Linked DNA regions of Pan troglodytes: region 1 is linked to region 2. Evidence: chromatin contacts called from public HiChIP or PLAC-seq data. All regions are on one chromosome and are shown on one strand. Each heading gives the region's core, a stretch centred on a gene start, on an enhancer-like site or on the middle of the called end of the contact. The rest is flanking DNA. Distances are from core to core; before and after follow the strand shown.

What was found. HiChIP or PLAC-seq counts read pairs in DNA pulled down with a chosen protein or histone mark.
Region 1: a contact with region 2 is called in an H3K4me3 HiChIP or PLAC-seq map of stem cell-derived excitatory neurons, with 2.5 times the contacts expected there. The contact joins the promoter of C9H9orf78 here to the promoter of FNBP1 in region 2. A contact is called at or near these places in 1 of 7 Hi-C or Micro-C datasets (stem cell-derived neural progenitor cells) and 1 of 1 datasets of contacts at active chromatin or transcription factors (stem cell-derived excitatory neurons).

The regions. Positions count from the first base shown.
Region 1 is chr11:8,617,458-8,622,177 of NHGRI_mPanTro3-v2.0_pri, reverse strand. It overlaps C9H9orf78 (chromosome 9 C9orf78 homolog), which reads right to left and starts at 1,866. Exons shown (of 9, transcript XM_520311.8): 1 at 1,734-1,866; 2 at 1,299-1,358; 3 at 247-298; 4 at 36-106. The coding sequence starts at 1,816. USP20 (ubiquitin specific peptidase 20) reads left to right here and starts at 1,942. Exons shown (of 26, transcript XM_520313.8): 1 at 1,942-2,094.
Region 2 is chr11:8,398,087-8,402,873 of NHGRI_mPanTro3-v2.0_pri, reverse strand. FNBP1 (formin binding protein 1) reads right to left here and starts at 2,346. Exons shown (of 16, transcript XM_063788176.1): 1 at 1,814-2,346. GPR107 (G protein-coupled receptor 107) reads left to right here and starts at 2,332. Exons shown (of 18, transcript XM_009457495.5): 1 at 2,332-2,541. The coding sequence starts at 2,401.

The DNA.
Region 1 (4,720 bases), core at 617-3,116, 220 kb before region 2:
AGGTGAATTTGCATCTAAGCTTGTCCTGCACTTACTTATCTTTGCCCCTTTCCTTCAGTTTCTTCATATCCACCATACCACCTGTCTTCATCTGAAAGGGATCATCCTGCAGAAAGCAAACACAGTTAAGAGGAAGCATCTAAATACATGGTAGTGGAATTTTTTTTTTTGTAAAGCACGCTCACTCACTGAAGAGCACTGCAGGGAGGGCTGCCATAACTACTCAGGGAAGACCCCATAACTTACCACTAGAGTGGTCTCCTCTTGTACCTTCTCTCCCACCAGCAAGGCCACAGCACTGAGCAAAACCAAAAAAAAAAGGAGAGGGGGAGAGAGAAATGGCATAATTCAGAGATAAGGAGGAATCCTCTCAGGTATGCGGATTGCAACATTAGTGCAAGGGTGGGATTTGAGGGGTGGGTAGGCAAGCCGGCTGGAAAAGCCTGTAAGCATAAGACAGGGCTCAACGAGCACCGCAGATGCTGGAAGAAGGGTGCGCTGGTGGTGAAGTGGTACACTTTCCCACTTTCCTGTAAAGCCATTTGGCATTATCTTGGCTTGGAAATCTCATTTCTAAGATATTCTCATCATGGAAAGTGCAGCTAAAGATAAATTTAAGAGAATATCCACTGCAGCCTTATTTGATAGTACAAATTTACAAAATCACCTACATGTCCCAAAATAGGGGATTTGTTAACAAATTACAATACACACATCTGGTGGAATATTATGCAGCCATTAAGAAGGCTTTCTGAAAAATATTCCACAATATGGGTGAATGCCCACAATGTCATAATGAGTTGAAAAGAACAGGAAATAAAAGTACATAGAAAGATGTTCACAATCTGAGAGAGAGAGAGGAAAAAAAAACAGATTGGAAAGAGTATTAAATATTAATACCAGTGCATTCTTGGGTGGCTCTGCAAGGAAAAAAAATGTTAACACTGATCATTTCCGGATGGGAGAATTATGGGTGCTTTTTATCATGTTGACTATACTTCTCTAAATTATACAAACTCTTAACGATCGATATGCATTTCACAATTAATTGGTTTTAATAAAAAACGCGAGTTAGTGATCTGTTTCTGTATCTCTGGAGCACACCCCGAGACGACACAGCTCAGGGCATGTCCTGGTTAAACATGTGCAAAGAACGCTGTTCTCCAAGTTGGGCAGTGGAAGGTGTACAGTATGTCAAGAGAAAAATCTACGTCTGAGGAGATATTTGTGACAGCGACCCGGACGCGGATGTGTCTGTCGTCCCCGCCGCCGCCTCCTCCTCCCCGCGTGGTACCCACCTCACCCCGTTGGGCCTCTTCCTCAAGTTCTGTACCTCTCTGGTCTCTTCCAGTTTTAATCTTTAAAAAGAAGAAGAAGAAGAAGCAATGCATAAGCTGAGTGATTCCCCGCGGAATCCAAAGCTAACAGAGCCAATAAGGCACCTTCGAGGGCATCCCAGCCCAGCTACTGAGCCACCAGCACAGTGGTCCAGAGGACGACCTTGTGCCTAGACCCACCGGGAGTCAGAGCCACTGCGCATCCCGGAGGCATCTCTCTCAACCGTTCGAGCTTGGGGCGGTGGCCTCACCCCTTGAGCCTCAATTTCTGCGTCCGCAGAAGGAACCACCACCCGAGCTCACAGTTAACAATGTCAGCGAAGCGCCGAGCCGGTGGTGAGTCCCCCAAACAAGTCTATCTTTACCAAGCCTATGGGATCCCCGCCCCAAACGCACCGAACCTCCTCTGAGTCCTGCTCATCTTCCTCTGACTCCGAGTCGCCCCGGCGGCGACGGAAAATCTTCCGGACGACCGGCATGGTGACAACGGCCCAGTTGTACAGCCGCCGCGCCTCTGCGCAGCGGCCCAGGCTGCTTCCGGCGCGCGGCAGAGCGGTCAGAGCGCCTGCCCCGTCTGGCCCCGCCCCCGGCACGCACAGCCCGCGTGGCCACGCCCCCTCTCCTGGCGTCAGCCTCTTCCGATTGGACGGTAGAGGGAAGGAGGTGGGGCGTCGCCCGAAGGCCCCACAACCCTGCGCGGCGCCTCAGAGGGGGCGCGCTTGACTGACAGGCGGCGGCGGCGCAGTTGCGAGCGCAGGTGAGTTCCGGGCCGCCACCGGCTGCTTCTGTGGGCCGGGCCTCTCAGAGCATTGGCGACCCCAGCCCGGCTCCGGGCTGACAGGGCCTGGCCTCGCCAGGTACGTCAGACGCAGCGGCCCGGTGAGCGGAGCCCGGGACCCCCCCCCGGCCGCCGCCGCCCCTCTCCCCTCCTCCGGTCGGCGCCCAGGGGGGCCTCTGGGCCCCAGCACCCCACTCTGAGCTCCCTGGGGGCTCGTGGCTTCTCCAGAACCGGGGCCGCCCCCCTCTCATTTCTGCCGGGGCCTGACCTAGCGTTGAAAGCATCCGCGTGGCGTCTCGCGTCTCGGGCGCTGACTTTTCTTTCCTCGGGCTCTGAGCCCTGACGTGCGTTTTTTTCTTTCGGAACAAAAGATGACCACTTCCCTGCGGTGTTGACTTAGAGTCCCAGCGCCGACTGCCTCACAAATAATGGCCCCCAGCTTCTCCGCGAGGAGAGGCGCGTCTGATGTTTTGAAGCCACGCAGGAGGGTTTGAGCCGGGGGACTCCTCCTCGGTGCTTGCCGGCCACCCCCCTGGACCTTCACGGGTCTGGTTTTCCTCCTTCGGCAGGTCAGTCGCTCTACCGTCTGCCCCTTCCACCCCGAAGATGCTGTGAGGATAAAGTTTATTTGAAAAACGGGTATCAGCAAACGCTTAGGAAATACCTAAATGCATAAATAATGGCTTCTAGGACTTTTAAGAACCCCTTAAGTAACAGTAGTTTTCCTTTTCTCAGTGTCATCCCTTACTTTGAGAACTACCTCTTATTAAGCAGTTACTATGTGGCAGGCCCTGGGCAAAGCATCATCTCATTGAATTCTCCCAGCAATCCTTTGAGGTAGATTGTTTTTCGTTTTACAAACGAGAATGCGGAGTCTCCGAGGGGCAGTGCACGCCTCAAGTTACCCAGCTAGGAGGTGGAACAGGAATTGGTTGCAGGTCAGTCTCTGCCGCACGGTTTGCACAGGGCCTGGCACGGTAGGAGTGCAGTAGATGTTTGCTGCTGCTGCAGCTGCTGTTACATCTCATTGGCTAGGGGGAAGGGCCGATGGGGGCTGTCTGGGGTTCCCCTTTCTGGAAGACCATTCCGAAGCAGGGCAGCATTTCTAGAATGCCTTACGTTTTCTCTGGAACAGTCTCCACTGAGATTGTTCTTCTCTTCCTTGGGCTGGAAAAAATAGTAGACTCGGGACTTCTTGCACCAGCGTTTTATCTTTGGTCAAAAGCCATATATTAAAGTCTCAAAGTCTTGCCCTCTGCAGACTGGTTCAGCCAAACCCAGATGCACGTGCACTCACTGGATGCGGAGTCCCTGTCAGATGATGGAGAGGCTCCTTGGGAATTGCTGCAGGAGTCCAGGGGGTCAACGTCTGCAGCTCTCACGCTCTCAGAGGTGGCTCTGAATCTGCGCATCAAGCAGCCCATCCACCAGGGGGTACTGGACACTACTAAGGAAAGGGCAAGAAGGCCAGGGGCATTTCTGGACCCTCCTCCTCAGCTGAAGTCCCAGGGTACAGATGAGCTGCTCCCACCCTTGCTCCATGAGGCCAGAGGACCCAGTGATAACCACCACCTGTGCTGTGGCAGATCTAATTGAGTGCTGTTTAGCAAAAGGAATGCTGAAAAAGTGGCAGCTATGAATCTGGCAGTAAGTGGCTTTGCCAAGAGACTGCAGCCCAAGTCTCACTGGGCCCTTTTAAGCGTAGGATGAGACTGTCTCTCAAAAGGACCCTCCCAGAAATACAGGTTCTATGCAGTTCAAAGATGAATCCAAGCTCTTAGTCTTGTTTGGGAGTTCAGTTGTTTTAAGAAAATGTACAGATTCAACCTAGGTTTTGGTTGGTTTCCTAGCTCCTTTCTGGAGCCAGATGAAATGTTGGCTTGTTTCAGGGTTCAGGGAGCATTCATGTCCGATTGGATTTGGGATCCAGCAACGTGATACAGTTCACAGCCCAGCTATAGTCGGCATCCAATAAATGTATTTATTGGATCAATGTATTCAACAGATTCTTAGCATTTACTGTATGAAGCAGGCACTGTTCTAAGTGCTTGAAATAAGTCAGCAAAAGAGACAAAAGATCCCTGATTAGTTGAGTGTATGTTCTCACAGTAAAGTATGTAAAGTGTGTTAGAAGATGGTAAGTGCTGTGGAAAAGAAACAAATAGAGCAAGACAAGGGAATCACCTCCGGGAGGGTGGCAAGGTTGAGTTGCAAATTAAAATGAGCGCATTCTGGTTTGGGACTTGGTTGGAAACATGACAGATAAAGCAGTGGATTGAATGACAGGCCTTGGGTTCCAGTCACTGCCTGGTGGTTTTAGGGGTCTGTAAGCTTGAACTTTATTTTACAAAAGCTTTTATTTAGAGTGTACACCCTGAACTCAAGTCCTGATTGTGGGGTATTTAACAGTGATGAAAGAGCCAGGCTGTTCTTAGCCTTTTACCTTAGCAAGACAAACAGTATCCAACTGGTTCTCATTAGCATGAAGGAGGAAACTTGGAGAAGCCATGCACGTTGACAACAATTTTTTTTTTTTTTTTTTTTGAGACGGAGTCTCACTCAGTTGCCTAGGCTGGAGTGCAGTGGTGCGATCTTGGCTCACTCC
Region 2 (4,787 bases), core at 1,097-3,596:
AAATAGTCCAGGCAGGGTGGCTTACGCCTGTAATCCAGCAATTTGGGAAGCCGAGGTGAGCAGATCACTTGAGGCCAGGAGTTCAAGACCAGCCTGGCCAACATGGTGAAACCCCATCTCTAGCAAAAATACAAAAATTAGCTGAGCATACTGGCGCACACCTGTGGTCCCAGCTAGGGAGGCTGAGGCATGAGACTCCCTTGAACTGGGAGGTGGAGACTACAGTGAACAGATGTCACACCACTGCACTCAGTCCTGGGCAACAGTGTCTCTGTCTCAAAAAAAAAAAGGAGAGAAAATAGAAAAATAAAATGTACTTGACTAAGAGAGTAAGGCTAAAAGCCAAGCTTAGGAGATCAGTCTTTCCAGCCCCTGCAGGCTTTTTCAGTCAATACCTTAAAGTGTAACGTCCCTTTGAAAATGTTGCCAGGAGAAGCAGGCATAACTTGTTCTGTTACTCAACCTGTCTGTTTCCAGTCACAGCATAATGATTATGCAAATAATCTTTTCTTGAAACTATGAAATCACATGGCTAAATGTAATTGTCAAGGCAGCAGTTTTCTCAGAATTTAAGAAGTAACTGTAGAGAAAATGCTCCACAATGTCTTTGTAGTCAGTTTTCCCTCATTCTTATTCCTCTCAATTCCCAAATAATGACTGGCACAATACAGCTTTCAAATATGTGAAAGAAGATATCCTCTTAAACCCCTGGACAGACAGCACTGGTATGACCCTATGTAGGTCACATGATAATACCCAAGTATAGAGAAGCAAGGAATCCTATGAACCCAGTTTTAAGCCCTTATAAAACTGTTGTCCAGAAACTAAGACAAAAGTCTCCTATTTAAAACTATTTTAATGTTTCATCACTATTGTATTATAAAATGGGATTAAGATTCTTACCTGATTTTTTTTTATTGAGACAGAGTCTCACTCTGTCACCCAGGCTGGAGTGCAGTGGCATGATCTTGGCTTACTGAAACCTCCGCCTCCCAGGTTCAAGTGATTCTCCTGCCTCAGCCTCCCCAGTAGCTGGGACTACAGGCGCGCGGCCGTGATGCCCCGCTAATTTTTATATTTTTAGTAGAGACGAGGTTTCGCCATGTTGCCCAGGCTGGTCCCGAACAACTGACTTTCAAGTGATCCGCTCGCCTCGGCCTTCCAAAGTGCTGGGATTCAGGCGCGAATCACCACCCTGCCAGGCCTCATTTCGTTTTTAGTACAGTATTATATTCAAATTTAAAACCAGAGATTTTCAAAGATGACACTTAACTTTAAAAGATAAAAAGTACTCCAAAGCAGGTTGGGCGCAGTGGCTCACGCCTGTAATCCCAGCACTTTGGGAGGCCGAGGCGGGAGAATAACTTGAGGTCAGGAGTTCGAGACCAGCCTGGCCAACATGGGAGAAACCCCGTGTCTACTAAAAATACAAAAATTAGCCGGGCGTGGTGGCGCAGGCCTGTAATTCTAGTTACTCCGGAGGCTGAGGCAGGAGAATCGCTTGAACCCGGAAGGCGGAGGTTGCAGTGAGCTGAGATCGTGCCATTGCACTCCAGCCTGGGTGACAAGAGCTAGACTCCGTCTCAAAAAAAAGAAGTTCCTATAATTTCTAAAAGAAGCAAAGAAAGTTTCCATACAGAATTAAGAGAAAAATGTTAAGACCCAGACTTGGGGTTGGATGAAATAGCATGAGGCAACAGAACACAGGAGTTAAGAGCTTCCGTGTGATTCCCAGCTCAAGCTGGAGCAAATGACTTATTTCTCAGAGCCTCAGTTTGCTTACCTGTAAAGTAGGAATAATGATAATACGTACCTCCTAGCTCATCAAATTGTTCCAAAAATTAAATACAACAAAAGGCCTAACAAATTGCCTCATAAGGGCTCAATCAATCGTATTATTGCAACCATTTCGCTTGTATTTGAGTGTGAAGCGCCTAGAAAACCACAGGACCCCTACGGCGAGCCGGGAATTTTTAGATATTTTCCTCCGAGTCAACGCTCAGTGAAATCAGTTCAATCAGTGGCCCGACACCGTGCGGCTGACACAGCTTACCCCCGACCCTGAGGTCAGGGGTCCCCGGAGCCCAAGGTCGCTTCCAAAGCTCAGCGAGGCGGAGGTGCGGCCCGGGCTGGTCTGGTTCGGCCACCGTTGTTATGGCAACCGCCAATAGGTTGGCTTCATCTCTAACTGAAAGTCTGCACAGGAGGGGCCGATCGAAGGGCCCCGAAGTGGGCAGCACAGGCTCCTCGACGACTTCCTAGGTCGCAATCTCCAGGAAAACGACCACAGGGTCAGCGGAGCTAGCCGCCGAGCCCCGCTCCCTGGGCCCTTCCGGCGGCTGCGCCCTTTCACCCCGGAAGTGGGCGGGAGAGGAAGCGGCTGGTGATGCTGGAACAAACATGGCCGCTCTGGCGCCCGTCGGCTCCCCCGCCTCCCGCGGTCCTAGGCTGGCCGCGGGCCTCCGGCTGCTCCCAATGCTGGGTTTGCTGCAGTTGCTGGCCGAGCCTGGCCTGGGCCGCGTCCATCACCTGGCACTCAAGGTAAAGCTTGGCAAGGCCGGGCCGGGGGGCGGAGGCCGAGGCCACTCCCCCGGGTTTTAGGGCAACTTTGGCCCATTGGGGACCTCTGAGCCACTGAACCACTTCTTTGCCCCTGGCTGCGGCCTTTCACTGACAGGTGGCGGGGTCTGTGGGGAAGGCGGGTCTGGGCGGCGCTGGGGTCCTCGGGCTGACCGGCACGGGGCGGGAAGACTCGAGCTGAGGGAGGGGAAGGGGCTGAACTGTGGCGTTGCCCCCACGGACTCGGGAGGCTGCTCTTAAATCCCTGCTGGCTTGCCTGAATATCCTCACTCAGGGCAGCCCGATCGCTTTTCTCCTTTCTCCCCTCCAGCTTTTATGCTGGCTTTCCTTGTCCGCGGTCTGCGCTCTTCCGTGCCCTTGTACTGTACCGGCGGTTTGAAGGTACTTGGAACCTTAGCCTCAGTTTCCCATTTCGGTTTAGGGCGCTCTCTGGAGCGAGGCTCTTCAGAAGGAATTTCAAATCTTGCTTAAAACACGTGACTGAGAATGTAAAGCCAGCATTAAGATGTGTCTCTAATCAAAGGGCCTGCTTTTTCTTCCTCTATCCAGCCATTGTCTAGGGAAGAGAGATTTTTGATAAACCTAGAATGATACCCTGGATCTTGTTTTGTAACTAGCAGAGAAAAGACCTCTAAGGCTGAAACGCACCCTAAGGTGGTTCAGCAGTTTACTATATCTTGGAAATTGTCCAGGTGCTGTGGCTCATGCCTGTAATCCCAACACTGGGAGGCCTATGCAGGAGGATTGTTTGAGCCCAGGAGTTCGAGACCAGCCTAGTCAACGTGCTAAGGACCCCCCCTCCCCAAACCTGTCTCTACAAAAAATTAAAAATTAACCAGGTGTGGTGGCAAACGCCTGCAGCTTCTGGGGAGGCTGAGGCTGGAGGATCACTTGAGCCTAGGAGGTTGAGACTGCAGTGAGCCGTGATTACTCATTGCATTCCAGCCTGAGGAACAGAGCAAGACCCTTTCTCAAAACATATAAACAAAATTAGAGACATAGAAAAGTAAATTGTTATGACCCAAACTCTTGTACATTATTTTCATACCATACAGTCTTCTAAGAAGTGGAACTGTAGGCGGGGCGCAGTGGCTCACGCCTGTAATCCTAGCACTTTGGGAGGCCGAGGCAGGCAGATCACGAGGTCAGGAGATCGAGACCATCCTGGCTAGCACGGTGAAACCCTGTCTCTACTAAAAAAAAAAAAAAATTAGCCAGGCGTGGTGGCGGGCGCCTGTAGTCCTAGCTACTCGGGAGGCTAAGGCAGGAGAATGGCGTGAACCTGGGAGGCGCTTGTAGTCCCAGCTACTCGGGAGACTGAGGCAGGAGAATGGCGTGAACCCGGGAGGCGGAGCTTGCAGTGAGCCGAGATCCCGCCACTGCACTCCAGCCTGGGCAACAGCACGAGACTCCGTCTCAAAAAAAAAAAAAAAAAAGAAGTGGAACTGTAGAAAGTTTGTCTTGTAAAAACACATTGTTTTAGCAAACTATGAAGCATTGTATTTTGTTAATGTAGAATTTAAAGAATACAGAATGAAATTAAAAGCCTGGCTTGACTGGGCGCGGTGGCTCACACCTATAATCCTAGCACTTTGGGAGGCCGAGGTGGGCGGATCACCTGAGGTCAGGAGTTCGAGACCAGCCTGGCCAACATGGCAAAACCCCTCTCTACTAAAAATACAAATATTAGACGGGCGTGGTGGCACATGCCTGTAGTCCCAGCTACTTGGGAGGCTGAGACAGGATAATTGCTTGAACCCGGGAGGCTGAGATTGCAGTGAGCAGAGATCGTTGTGCCACTGCACTCCAGTCTGGGCGAAAGAACTATACTCTGTCTCAAATAAATAAATAAATAAATAAATGCAAGCCTGACTGGATCCATACAACCATACTTTTTGGTAACAACTTTTGTTGTTCATAGGTAAAAATTATCCTGATTAAAATGGTTCAATCACAGGGGTGGGGGTGGGGCAAGTGAATTTTGACTCTTTGAGAATCTGTTGAGAGCTATAGAACCTCTCTCCAGAAAAGTGCATGTAGAAATGTAGACAAAACTTGGCCGGGCATGGTGGCTCACACCTGTAATCCCAACACTTTCAGAGGCTGAGGTGGGTGGATCACTTGAGGTGAGGAGTTTGAGACCAGCTTGGCCAACATTGTGAAATCACATCTCTACTAAAAACACAAAAATTAGCCAGGCGTGGTGG